4 separate regions of the Mus musculus genome follow, and regions 1, 3 and 4 are each linked to region 2. The links are chromatin contacts, called in public HiChIP or PLAC-seq and promoter capture Hi-C maps. All regions are on one chromosome and are shown on one strand. Each heading gives the region's core, a stretch centred on a gene start, on an enhancer-like site or on the middle of the called end of the contact. The rest is flanking DNA. Distances are from core to core; before and after follow the strand shown.

Region 1 (3,220 bases), core at 191-2,690, 370 kb before region 2:
GTAAGTGTTGCTCTGTGCCAGGCTCTGCTGCCCTGAAAAGCATGGCACCCAGGAAGAGATTGTAAGTGTTCTTAAGGAACTCACAGTCTAAGGCGATTGGGATCTCTAGCCAGCCAACTCTGAAACCACCTGTGGACTCCTGTGTTAGTGGTTAGGATACGGTGTCCTATGGAGGCACTTGGGAGGAAGTGGGATGTTATTGGGGGAGGGGTGGTTATGGCACAGAGCATCCTGGAGGAGGTGGCATTTGAAATGTACCACAAAAGGATAAGGGTTTTGCCAAAGCGGAAGCAGTAGAGATTCCGGCTTTAGGCCAATGGCATTTAAATAACTTTAGGATACAGTTCCTGAAGATGTAACTTTGATGATTATTCTAAGTGACTGGCTCCTTTTCTTTAAGTCTACCTGAAGGTTCCTCTCTCTCTGTCTCTCTGTCTCTCTCTGTCTCTCTGTCTCTCTCTGTCTCTCTGTCTCTGTCTCCGTCTCTCTCTCTCTCTCTCTCTCTCTCTCTCTCTCTCTCTCTCTCACACACACACACACACAGCTCTAGGACATTTATTACTGAACTACGGCTCCCAGATCGTACTTTCATTCCCTCCCTCCTTTCCTCCCTCCAACCCTCCTTCCTCTCCTTTTTTTCCTTCCTGATTTTTGAGACAGCGTCTCATGTAGCTCTCTATGTAGTCGAAGATGACCTTGAACTCTGATTCTCCTGTTTCTGTTTCCACACTGCTGTGTTGACCACTACTCTGGTTTTATTGCATTCTAGGCAAGCACTCAGCCACCCCAGCAGGTTCCCAAACCCTCCTTCTATACAAACTTCTTAAACATTCATTCAACTAAGATTGCCTTATTTCCTAACGCAGTTTCTCAGAAAAGTTTGTTCCACCAACAACCAAAGTCAGAAATAACAAGAGCCTGAGTAGAAATGTAAAATCTTGGACCCGAACCCAGATTGGCTGAACCCAAACTTTGGGATTTCATCGGCTACAAATTCGAGGATGGCAGAGGCAGACCCAAAGGCTGAGAGCCATGGGAGCTTCCTCAAAAGCCCTGAGCAGCCCACGAAGTTCCTGTCTCAGGCTCCAGTCCCACGGTAGGGCAGACAGCTCTGACACATAAAGCCACCAGGGCCTGGTGGTCGAGGTGACCTCTTGAGAGTTTTCTGTTAGGAGTCCTTGGGGAGGGAGGTCGTGGGTCAAAGACCATCCTTTAGGTTTTTGTCTCACAGCAGACAAACCGGGCGTCTTGGCTAAGTAGATCAGATCTGACTGGGAAACAGAGCCAAGGGCTGTTAAAAATGAGGAGGGTGGGCAAAAACTGACTTCCTTGGTTGTGCACCTGAGTAATGCAACCTTCTTGGGGTCCTTAAGTAACCAGAGCTCATTAAAACTCCTGGCCACTCCCTACTCCAGATCACAGTAGTCATCTGACCAAACCGGTCTGGGTCAGGTGACAGGAGCAGGGTACACTTAGCAGAAGCCGGAAGGCCAGCGCTAGGCAGCTTCTGCGGCTGACAGAGAAGGTTCCCGGCTTCCCTGGTGACTGGCGGTTCCCCCGAGGATCCCAGGCTGGCGCGCATGCGCCTGGGGTTCCTGATGCTTCTGCCGCTGCTGCTGCTGCCGCTCCTGAGGCCTTGGGGGGTCACGAGAGCCCTTAGCTATGACCCCACTTGGGAATCTCTGGACAGACGCCCGCTGCCAGCCTGGTTCGACCAGGCCAAGTTCGGCATCTTTATCCACTGGGGAGTGTTCTCCGTGCCCAGCTTTGGTAGTGAATGGTTCTGGTAAGTGCATACCTTTGCCCAAAGGGCTCGGGCACGGACGCGGGCGCGCGCGCGCGCGGGCGCACACACACACACACACACACACACACACACACACTCACACTGGGCTTTATGTCACCCCAGACAGTGGCAGTCTCTGTCTCTCTCTGTCTCTGTCTGTCTCTGTCTCTGTCTGTCTCTGTCTCTGTCTGTCTCTCTCTCTCTGTCTCTCTCTCTCTGTCTCTCTGTCTCTCTCTCTCTCTCTCTCTCTCTCTCTCTCTCTCACACACACACACACACACACACACACACACACACAAACTCACACCGGAGTTCTTAGGCACTCTGCAGGTGGGCCTCCCTATAGCAGTGGCAATGCCTGCGTGATTGAGGGAGTACCAGTCCCAGAATTTGAAGAATTTTCAAAAGGGCTGGTGAAATTTCTCACTGGTTAAGGGCCCATACTGCTTGTGATTTGTATATGCTCGGCCCAGGGAGTGGCACTATTAGAAAGTGTGGCCGTGTTAGAATAGGTGTGTCACTGTGGGTGTGGGATTTAAGACCCTCATCCTAGCTACCTGGAAGCCAGTATTCTGCTAGCAGCCTTCAGATGAAGATGTAGAGCTCTCAGCTCCTCCTGTACCATGCAATGCTTTCTACCTTGATGATAATGAACAGAACCTCTGAACCTGTAAGCCAGCCCCAATTAAATGTTGTCCTTATAAGAGCTGCCCTGGTCATGATGTCTGTTCACAGCAGTAAGACTCTTAACTAAGACACTGCTCTTGTAGAGGACCTTAGTCTGACTCCTCACACCCGCCCTGGGAGGCTCACAACCATCTGGTCATTCTGGTTCCGGGGGGGGGGGTTCGTGCTCCCAAAGCCCCCCCCTCACATGCACACGCCTACACACACGCACACATGTAATTAAAAAGAAAATCAGAAAATTTACAATAAATGCTTCCTGGTTCAGCTATGACGTGAAGATCCTTGAATGCTAAAGCATCAAAAACCCAAAGCAGAGCAAAGGGGCAATAATAGAGATATATTACCCCACAGTATCTTCATAGTCACATGACGGTAGACAGGCAACACAAACTTGTTCACTCTTTAACTATCGCTAACCTGAAAGCCAGCTTCTCTCTTCACTAGGAGATCCCATTATCTGTCTGATCCACCAGCCAGCATGGGTTGCGGTGAGGGATGTTTCTGAAGTAGGCATGTGACTTTGGGTCTGATAGACGACAAGCTGCTTGCTGCCTGTGAGGGCTTTGAATCTAATCTCAGGCAGGCAAAGGCCGTGCCAACTGTGGGAACTGCCCGGCCCTTGGAAATGTTTCTCCCTATCTACCCAAAATGTTTTCTGTTACTGACTAGGACCGATGCAAGTTATGTTTTAGGTATGTCGTCTTGTCTTGAAATCTTAGCCACTTAAGTTCCACAGTGAGCTAGTGT
Region 2 (2,930 bases), core at 398-2,897:
TCTGGCAAAGCCAGTCTCCACTGACTAGCCAATCAGCCCATCCAGGCAGGTACTCCCAGAGTTAGCCATCTATATGAAAGCTACAAGAAGCTGAGAGCAAAGTCCTATCATGTGTTCTTCAGGTGGGCAGACAGTAGGAGGAAAAAGACGCTGGTAGGGAATGCATATATTCAGACGGAAGTTAATTCCAATAAGAAGTTGAAAAGCCCAACTCAGGCAGGCAACACCAGGCAGCCCTTTGCCTAGAGGCAGGTGGGAAAAGTTGCGTATATCTTATATATTGAAAATAGAAGGTTTTTTGAAAACATCTACCTGTATCTCTTTAGGCATCTTACACCGACGGAACGATATTCAAATAGGTTCAAATTTGTCAAAGTGGAGGGTCAAGAAAATTTGTGCCAACCTTGTGATTGCACCAAGCTTATGCATAACCTCAGAGTCTTTGCGTTCCAGGAGTTGATTGTATGTTTTTCTCCGTGATCTTTTAATTGCTTGTGTTTCCATACACGACCCTTGTTTGATAACCTTTGAATGTATTTATGACTTAGTCTTGGTGACTTTTCAAAGCTCTACACCTACCCCAAGTCATTACAAGGCATTGTGCCCTCTGATTATCTACAGGAGTGCTTTCGGTACCCAAGGTATAAAAACTTAAAAATAATTATCGTTGTCTGCTCCTCTTTAAAATTATCACGTGTCAACAGAACAGATGATTACACAAACTGCAGGCTTTCAATGTGAACGACTAGAAGTTCAGTAGTTGCCAGGTGGAGCCTCACCGTGAACTGCTCTCTCAGTGTTTCTAGAAAGAGTTTTAAACAAATTGTTGACAGTGGGCAGAAAAACATGTGCAAGGGTTTTTTCCTATGGGGCGATTTCCCTCCTCCGGAAGGAGGTGTGTTTGTGTGTTTCTAAGCCATGCTCCATGGAACCAGACAATACTCATGTCTCCTTTGGGTGCTGCAAGTTTACCTTTGCATGTGGTTCTGGAAAACACTTCGGTGGAGAATTAATCTGAGGGCACTCATGATCGGGGCCAACAGATGCTTTTGGTGGCACAATCCTATTCCCTGGTCACTTCTTAGAAGCAGGCCTGTGCCCGTTTGGCTGTACTCCCATGTTTTCCTCCTCTACCTACCAGGTAAAGGTGAGAAGGGCATCCAGGCCTTCAGTGGAGCCCAGCGTGGCTGTTGGTGGCCAGCACGCGTTGGTGCTCCCGTGACACACACACAGGCACAAACACGCACACACGCACAAACACGCACAAACACGCACGCACGCACACGGGGGTGCAGCCCACGGCCTTACCAGATCAATGAAGGTCAGGAACTTCCAGCTGCCTCCGTAGGTCTGATGCGAGGGCATTTCGATGGCCTTGTAGTTGCACAGGATGGAGCAATAGGATAGCAGGATTGCTACCCGCAGCACCTGGCAGGGGACAAGCGCCATGTTCGCGCGGCCTGGCCCCGCCGGGCTGCTCGTGGGGAGGGCAGGCGAGCTGCTCCGCGGTGCCGGGCGCCGTGGGAACCGGGGCGCGGCGCGGCGAGGGGCGGAGCGCAGGAGGCGGGGCGCGTCCCCGGGGACAGTGGCGGCGCCGAGCGCACCGGAGACCTGCGCGGGCGGGGCGGCAGTGCAGCCTACGCGAGCTGGCGGCCTGGTGTCATCTCTGGCGTCATCTGCGTCATTCTGCAGCGGCGTTCGTCGTACCGGCCGGGCGCCCCCTAGGCGGTCCGCGAGGTCCACCCCCCCCCCCCCCCCCCGGCCTCCAAGGTGGGAGCGCCTTTCGGGCAACCACGGTTCCAGACGGGAAGGACCTGACCGAACCGGTCCGGACCCGGCATCCCCGGGCAGCTGGTGCTGGCTGCCATGGCACCAGATGGGGTCAGAACGTGTAAAGCCACACACAGTCCCCCTCCAGTGACACCCATTACTTAGGATTCAGTTGAGGGTTTAATGTTAATGAGCATTTATGACTGTGAAGCCCCTTATAAATTTCACAAGGCTTTAATAATTTATCAGTATGCACGAGCTTTGAACAAATTCTTTTTTAAACTTTTTATTACGTCTTGTGGGTATATGCATGTACCACAGGACAAACGTGGAGGCCAGAGGACAGCTCAGGTGTGAGTCCCCTCCATCGAACTCAGGTCATGAGGCTTGATGGCAAGCTACTTTAGCAATTACTGACCAGGGCAAGTTTTATAAATAGAAATCTGTGCTGATTGCCATGACTGCTACGAGACAGCATTCCATTTGAAAGTCAAACCACCCGGAGGATGTAAACCTCACCCACGCATGTGTGATTTAATACAAATCTTTCGGAGTTAAAATTCCTTTTGCACTTCGACATTTCCCAACCCACCTCCCTTATACTACCGCACCAGAGCTGAATGGGAGGAAAGTAAATATAAACTGGATTCCCTCAGCCTTCCAGTAAATGTTGTCACAGGGAAGTTGCAACAGTCTGTGGGCAGAGTAGGGTTTTTGTTTTCTTTTAAATCATGATCATGTTTCAACCAACCAGATAAAGGGTCCGGTTATGAGAAGACCACATGAGTATTTCCTGTGGATCCATTCAAAACAGGTGTCCCATTCAAATAGTCTCTGAGTCAGAGGGTGTGGTGGGAAGGTCTAGGGGAAAGCATAGTCTCAGAGGTAAAGAGAAGCAAACAAATCCGACTCGTAGTTTTTTCCACTCCACTAGGGAAGAGAGCCACTAGGTCTTTTTAATTGACATAATTATGCTGAAAGAAACTGAAATCACAAGATGATATTACTAGCATAAAGCATTCTTCACTCAGAATTTATGAGTTCATACTCATGTTTAAACAGGATCTATTTGCGTGTGTGTGTGTGTGTGTGTGTGTGTGTGTGTGTGTGTGTGTGTCCTTAATGAATGTTCATATAATTACAAGAAAAAATGAATTTAC
Region 3 (2,957 bases), core at 231-2,730, 270 kb before region 2:
CTCCAACCCCCAGCTTTCTTTAGTTGTCTGTAGTTCTTTAGGTCACACTTTTCCTTAGCTTGCTTTCTGTCCCTGGCATGTGTGCCGGTACAATTCCTCAGAACCTTTGCCTTTTCTGTGCCTTCTGCATGGAGTGTGCACCTCACATCCCAAGACTGTCTATTTCTTATTGTTTAGGGCTTCTAGCAAAGTCTTTCCTAACTCTCAGTTGTGTGCACCCCAAAGAGATCTTTCCTACTTCCCAGTTATGTGCACCCCAAAGAGATCTTTCCTAACTCCCAGTTGTGTGCATCCAAGAGAAGTCTTTCCTAATCCCTTCTACTTTCTCCCCTTGACTCCTCACATGGATTTTCCAGTTTTTGCAAACCACTTCCTCATCATTTGACAGCCCAGAAACCTGTCCCCTTCTTCAGCAAACATTAAAGTCTCATGCCTATAAAGACATTGTTGTTTTTTTTTTTTTTTTTTTACTCAACACACCCATACCAGCAAGACCCACATTTGTAGACCCAGGGGCTACTTAGGTGCTAGCTGCAAGTACAGATATATGTCTTGAGAGTCAGGTTAATGAGAGAAAAAAACCCTAAACTACAAAATGTTCTGTCAACGTGTCTCCCACAAAGGCATGGGTCTGTGTTACTAGGTTTTCTGAATGTTGAGAAAGAAAAAACGGTTTTATCCCACAAATGTTCTACATCAAGTCTCTGCTCAGTCACTCTACTGGGTCTTTTTGGTTACTACCCTCAGACTTACTTAGATCTCACATGCATCAGGAAAACCCCCACAGCCCCCCCCCCCGCAACCCCTCACCCCTGCCCACCTGCCCTGCTTTCCTGGACGCTTCTGTTAGCTGCCTTCCACACCAATACTCACTCAGACTCATCCCGGTTTATGGACTTGCATCTGCAATACTCTTTCCAAGAAAAGCTATTTCATTTTTCAATGTATTGACAGGGAAGAAGGTGCAGACAGATAGTGGTATTTAAGAATAAAACCTTGTGAGTTCATTTTCCTTTTAAAAATTTTCTTATTTTATTAACTGATATGAGAAGTCACGCAGGTCTTCCATGAAATATGCTTGTGGTCCTGTCTAAAGAGATAATAATTGCTGAGAAAACAATGAAGTCATACTTGTCTATGGCATTAGGTTTAAAATGCCTGATGAATATGTCCGTTCAGAATCTGTTGTTGCTGCAGTAGATGATATTCAGCTCTGTGGCTGTGCATGAAGTCACATACTTCTGTCAACTCCAGGGTTGGGCACACAACCTGGTTTTCTCTGCCAGCCTGCTACCCTAGGAAGAGCCTATGGAGCTTCGCAACACAATAGCCAATGGTCTACAGGAGTTAGCCATCTCATCCTGTCTCCTGTCTCAGCAGGAGCAAAGTTTAACAGCCTCAGGCATACTGAGGGCTTTGACGAGGTGCCTATGGGCTCTCTTTGGCCTTTGCTGTGGTGTTGAGGCATGAACTGACAACACAGGAAGTCAGTGGTTAGGCCAGCTCAGCTAGGATGCTCAACGCCCAAATTCTGGCAGCAAGGCCTGCCTGCATTCCTGCTGTTTCCATGGAAGCCAAACATTCATGTGGGCTCAGTAATTCCCAGCAGAAGCTCACAGTGAGGTGTAGTCTCGCTCAACTTGTGCCAGGAGAATGCACCCTATGAACTCTTAAAGCAGGCTGGTCTCTACCTGCTGGTGCTCTGAATCTGGAGGTCTCACCATCAATGCGACCCCAGTGACCTTTGCTGTTTGATTACATCCATAGTTAGACAGGGATATGTAGCCTGTTGAGTCCATACTTGTGAGATGCTTAGCTCTACAACACAGGAAAGGAGATAGAATAGAGGCCACTGTAACCACCAAGATCAGTTCTCAACCTTCCTAATGCTGGGACCTTTTAATACAGTTCCCCATGTTGTGGTAACCCTCCTCCAAAAATAAAATTATTTTTATTGATATATCATAGCTGTAATGTTTGCTACTCTTATGAATTGTGATGTAAACATCTGTGTTTTCTGATAGTCTCCTGCCCTATGAAATGGTCGTTTGAGCCCCAAAATGGTCACAACCCCGCAGTTTGAGAACTGCTGTTCTAGAGAAGTCATTTCTTCCCCTGGCTCTCATGTCTGTGTCGACATTTCTTTGTGTTTTCCTCACCGAGCTTTCATAATTCAAGGAGAAACATGAAGGCCAAGCTCAGGGGAAAATGCTGTGTGCGGTGGGGGATGCCTTAGATCTCTTAACCTTGCCCCACAGAGCGCTCAGGCCTCACTGCTGCTGCCTTGCCTTGTGGACATGACTTGCCACAGGTCAGTGACTACTCCTGGACTGAGCAAGCCCACACTTGGTTTGGTGTGCATGGGAGTGCCTGTGGGCGTATGCACTAAAACGCGTGAAAAAAAAAAAAAGCTCAATTTCAACCTCTAAAGAGGATGTTTTAATTCAAGAGACTTCCCACTGAAGACTCCCAGCACAAAACTAAAGACAAACACGTCGTTTGTTTTTTTTTTTTTTTTTTGTCAAAAGCTGTTGCCAAGAAACATGTCAAATCTGTGTGCTTTTCATTCAAACTTAGCGTTAAATCACAGCTAATGTGCTCATTAAGACCATTAAATAAGATTCCAGCCAGAACAGAACTATATGGAGCTCTATCAAAAAATAATAAAATAAAATGAGAAACCTGCTGGTGTGGCCTATCCCTGGCCGTGTGATTGATGCCTTGTTCTGAGGACAGCACATGTGCCTGGTGCTGATTTAGCATTCACACCCTCAACGCTCCTCTGACCTTGTTATACATATAAACATTGTATTTGAAGGATATCGCATGTCTTCCTAAAGAAAAAGGGTGGGGGGCTGGTGAGTTGTCATATTGTTATCAGTGGCCTCTCGTGGGGTGTCACAGATTCACTTACAGCTGTGACACATGAATAGCATCATGACAGAGCCAAGGCTGTC
Region 4 (3,015 bases), core at 351-2,850, 310 kb after region 2:
ACCAAAGTGTGGATACTTCGTTCCTTCTTGGAATGGGGAACAAAATACCCATGGAAGGAGTTACAGAGACAATGTTTGGAGCTGAGACGAAAGAAAGGACCATCCAGAGACTGTCCCATCCGGGGATCCATTCCATATACAACCACCAAACCCACACACTAGTGCATATGCCAGAAAGATTTTGCTGACAGGACTCTGATATAGCTATGTCTTGTGAGGCTATGCCAGTGTCTGGCCATTACAGAAGTAGATGCTCACAGTCATCTATTGAATGGAACACAGGGCCCCCAATGGAGAAGCTAGAGGAAGTACCCAAGGAGCTAAAGGGGTCTGCAACCCTATAGGTGGAATAACAATATGAACTAACCAGTACCCTGCCCCACCCCCCCAACTGTGTCTCTAGTAGGCCATCAAGGGGAGGAAAGGCCCTTGGTCTTTCGGAAGATCAGATGCCCCAGTACAGGGGAATGCTAGGGCCAGGAAGCAGGAGTGGGTGGGTTGGGGAGCAGGGCGGGGATGGGGGTGTATAGGGGACATTCTGGATAGCATTTGAAATGCAAATGAAGAAAATATGTAATAAAAATATTTATTTACATCCCAACACTGTCTCCCTCCCAGTGCCCCCTCCCAGATTCCCTTTCCCCTCCTCTTTTCCCCTGAGAGGATGTCACCCCCTTATCCTCCTACTCTGGCACATCAAGTCTCTGCAGGGTTAGACACATCCTCTTTCATTGTGGCCAGACAAGGCAGCCCTATGTGCCCGGGCCTCAGTCCAACCTGTGTATGCTCTTTGGTTGGTAGCTCAGTCTCTGAGAGCTGCCGAGAGACCAAGTTAGTTGACTCTCTGCAGCAGTTGGGATGGAACATAGAGAATCGCCTATACCAGGCTAATCTCTTTGTCACTCAGCTGCATCCTCAGGGCTAATCACTTCTCTAAATCTCAATTCCTCAACCTGTGAAGTGAGTTGTTGAAACTATATCTGTTCCGACAGTTTTGTTCTACTTTTTTTTTTTTTAACAAATTGGGAAATTTATTTATTTATTTATTTAACCCAAATAGACAGTATTCACCAAAACTCTAGAGCAAACTCTCATCCAAGGGGATGCTGGGCATGGTGGTACACACCTTTTCTCCTAATATTTGGGAGGCAGAGGCAGACGGAGGTCTGTGAGTTCAAGGACATCCTGCCATCCCGTTCTATAAAGCAAGTCCCATGACAGTCAGAGCTATGTAAAAGAGAGATTCCCACCTCCCCCCCACCCCCCACAGCCCCAAAACTTCTATCTAATGGAGACAGAGAGATATTTTCTTTCTTTCTCTCTCTCTTTCTTTCTTTCTTTCTTTCTTTCTTTCTTTCTTTCTTTCTTTCTTTCTTTCTTTCTTTCTTTCTTTCTTTCTTTCTTTCTTCCTTTCTTTCTTTCTGCTTTCCCTGTCCCTTGAGACTCTAACTTTCAGCTCTGCTTCCATCCAAGAGGCTGACCTTCAAAACAGGGCTTGTCCCTGGTGAAAGGGCATCTCTGTGTGCTGCAGAGAGTGGTGGAGACCAGGGCCCCTGGGTGATCCTGTTGCTCTGTCGCTGTTGAAAGGGGAAGTAACTAGAAAGGAGACTACATTCTGAGAACTCCATGGAAGCTGGAAAACCCCAGCAGAAAGAAAGAAGGAAGGAACTCCAGAAGTTCACTTCAAGGTCATGATCAGGAAATCAGTGGGGTGTGGGGGTGGCCGGCGGGGGTGGGAGACTTTCGATTCCTCAAACATCTCTTCCTTCTTCTCCTCAATTCCTCTTCTATCCAAAACCTTTCCCTGTCTGGGGAGAGATTTTTCTGCCACATATGAACAAGTGATCGTAAGTGAAGAATGAATATGCAAACTACATCCTTCAGAGGATCTTCCTGAGAAGAAAAATCTAGAGAGCTCTCTCTCTTTTTTTCCTTTTCCTTTTTTCTTTTTTCCTTTTTCTTTTTTGGAGACAGGGTTTTTCTGTGAAGCCTTGCCTGTCCTGGAACTCATTTTGTAGAAGAAGCTGGCCTTGAGCTCATAAAGATCCACCTGCCTCTGCCTCTCAAATTCTGGGATTAAAGGCCACCAAGTCCAGGCTGAGAAGAAAATTCTTAATGATAGTAATCTTGCTAAGTGAGGATCACTACTCCATGGTTCTTCGAATGTTTTGGTTTGTTAAATAAAGCTCCTTGCTAATCCATGTTGCCTTTGTCGTTTGCACCCTCATGGGACAGGTAGGTTGAGATGAGCGAAGGCCAAATGAGGTCCCTTATACTCACAGTACTGGGTTAGTTCAAGTGTTTAACTCAATACCAGGAGAATTCTGTTTGCTCTCTTCTCTCTCTCTGCTGACACCATGATTTCTTTACATTACTCTTTTTACCTTGGATTCAATCAGTTGGAAGCTCTTCCGAGTCTTAACCCTTGAAATGCTTTGTTGGGAGGCAATACACTCTAATGGTCAAAAGCATGAATTCTGAAAGCACACTTCCAGGTTGAAAATCCTGGAAGTGCAATATATTAGCTGCTTATGTTTGGGCGAATTATTTAATCACTTTCTGCTTGAGTTTTCTCATCAGTAAAATGAAATTTAGATCACGCAATCAACTCAAAATTTGATTTGATGCTGACATTAAACCAGACAAAACAGCAAATTCCTAACAGGACCTAGATAGATAATAAGAATTTGTTTCAAAATTAAGTATTATTAGCTTCCGTGCTTATAAGGAACACAGCCACTGTGCTCTGTCAGTAAGACCTGTGGCTGAATGGCAAAGGATGCTGTGTGTTTTTAGTTGTCATGCCAATCACAAAGGTTTACAGATACTGGTGATGCTGCTGCATGATTTTGGACATTTGTGCTTGACTTTATTCCTCTGAAGACACATGCCCCATGCAGTAGCGCAAAGGTTGAAGTTGGTGATATTACTGGACTTGGCGTCACTAGTTTTCCATGATTCACTGAGCCCAAGGAGGGATGCAGAGAGTCCTGAAAGCACAGATTACTATAACCC

What was found. HiChIP or PLAC-seq counts read pairs in DNA pulled down with a chosen protein or histone mark. Capture Hi-C pulls out chosen DNA fragments and counts their contacts.
Region 1: a contact with region 2 is called in a promoter capture Hi-C map of adipose tissue. The contact joins the promoter of Fuca2 here to the promoter of Aig1 in region 2. A contact is called at or near these places in 1 of 484 Hi-C or Micro-C datasets (cardiomyocytes), 2 of 115 datasets of contacts at active chromatin or transcription factors (bone marrow-derived macrophages and embryonic stem cells) and 2 of 9 other capture datasets (adipose tissue and liver).
Region 3: an H3K27ac HiChIP or PLAC-seq map of embryonic fibroblasts shows a contact between it and region 2, with 6 times the contacts expected there. The contact joins the enhancer-like site here to the promoter of Aig1 in region 2. A contact is called at or near these places in 7 of 39 promoter capture datasets (the C10 cell line, cranial neural crest, embryonic stem cells and 3 more), 1 of 15 datasets of contacts at CTCF or cohesin (the NIH/3T3 cell line), 1 of 484 Hi-C or Micro-C datasets (bone marrow-derived macrophages), 4 of 115 datasets of contacts at active chromatin or transcription factors (bone marrow-derived macrophages, double positive thymocytes, embryonic fibroblasts and 1 more) and 2 of 9 other capture datasets (adipose tissue and pancreatic islet).
Region 4: a contact with region 2 is called in an H3K4me3 HiChIP or PLAC-seq map of bone marrow-derived macrophages, with 4 times the contacts expected there. The contact joins the enhancer-like site here to the promoter of Aig1 in region 2. A contact is called at or near these places in 4 of 39 promoter capture datasets (the 3T3-L1 cell line, liver, macrophages and 1 more), 2 of 115 datasets of contacts at active chromatin or transcription factors (T-cell acute lymphoblastic leukemia and bone marrow-derived macrophages) and 3 of 9 other capture datasets (adipose tissue, liver and pancreatic islet).

Annotation. Positions count from the first base shown.
Region 1 is chr10:13,499,588-13,502,807 of GRCm38.p6, forward strand. It overlaps Fuca2 (fucosidase, alpha-L- 2, plasma), which reads left to right and starts at 1,441. Exons shown (of 7, transcript NM_025799.5): 1 at 1,441-1,786. The coding sequence starts at 1,581.
Region 2 is chr10:13,867,310-13,870,239 of GRCm38.p6, forward strand. It overlaps Aig1 (androgen-induced 1), which reads right to left and starts at 1,648. Exons shown (of 6, transcript NM_001347362.1): 1 at 1,309-1,648. The coding sequence starts at 1,449.
Region 3 is chr10:13,594,746-13,597,702 of GRCm38.p6, forward strand. No RefSeq gene overlaps it. Among named protein-coding and RNA genes, the nearest start is that of Pex3, 43 kb to the left of the region's middle. Within about 2 kb of position 1,481, at least 63 of the 459 cell types and tissues checked have an H3K27ac peak or open chromatin away from gene starts, as enhancers often do. A contact at or near this core is called in the NIH/3T3 cell line, double positive thymocytes and embryonic fibroblasts, where this site is marked.
Region 4 is chr10:14,172,716-14,175,730 of GRCm38.p6, forward strand. No RefSeq gene overlaps it. Among named protein-coding and RNA genes, the nearest start is that of Gm51759, 47 kb to the left of the region's middle. Within about 2 kb of position 1,601, at least 21 of the 459 cell types and tissues checked have an H3K27ac peak or open chromatin away from gene starts, as enhancers often do. A contact at or near this core is called in bone marrow-derived macrophages, where this site is marked.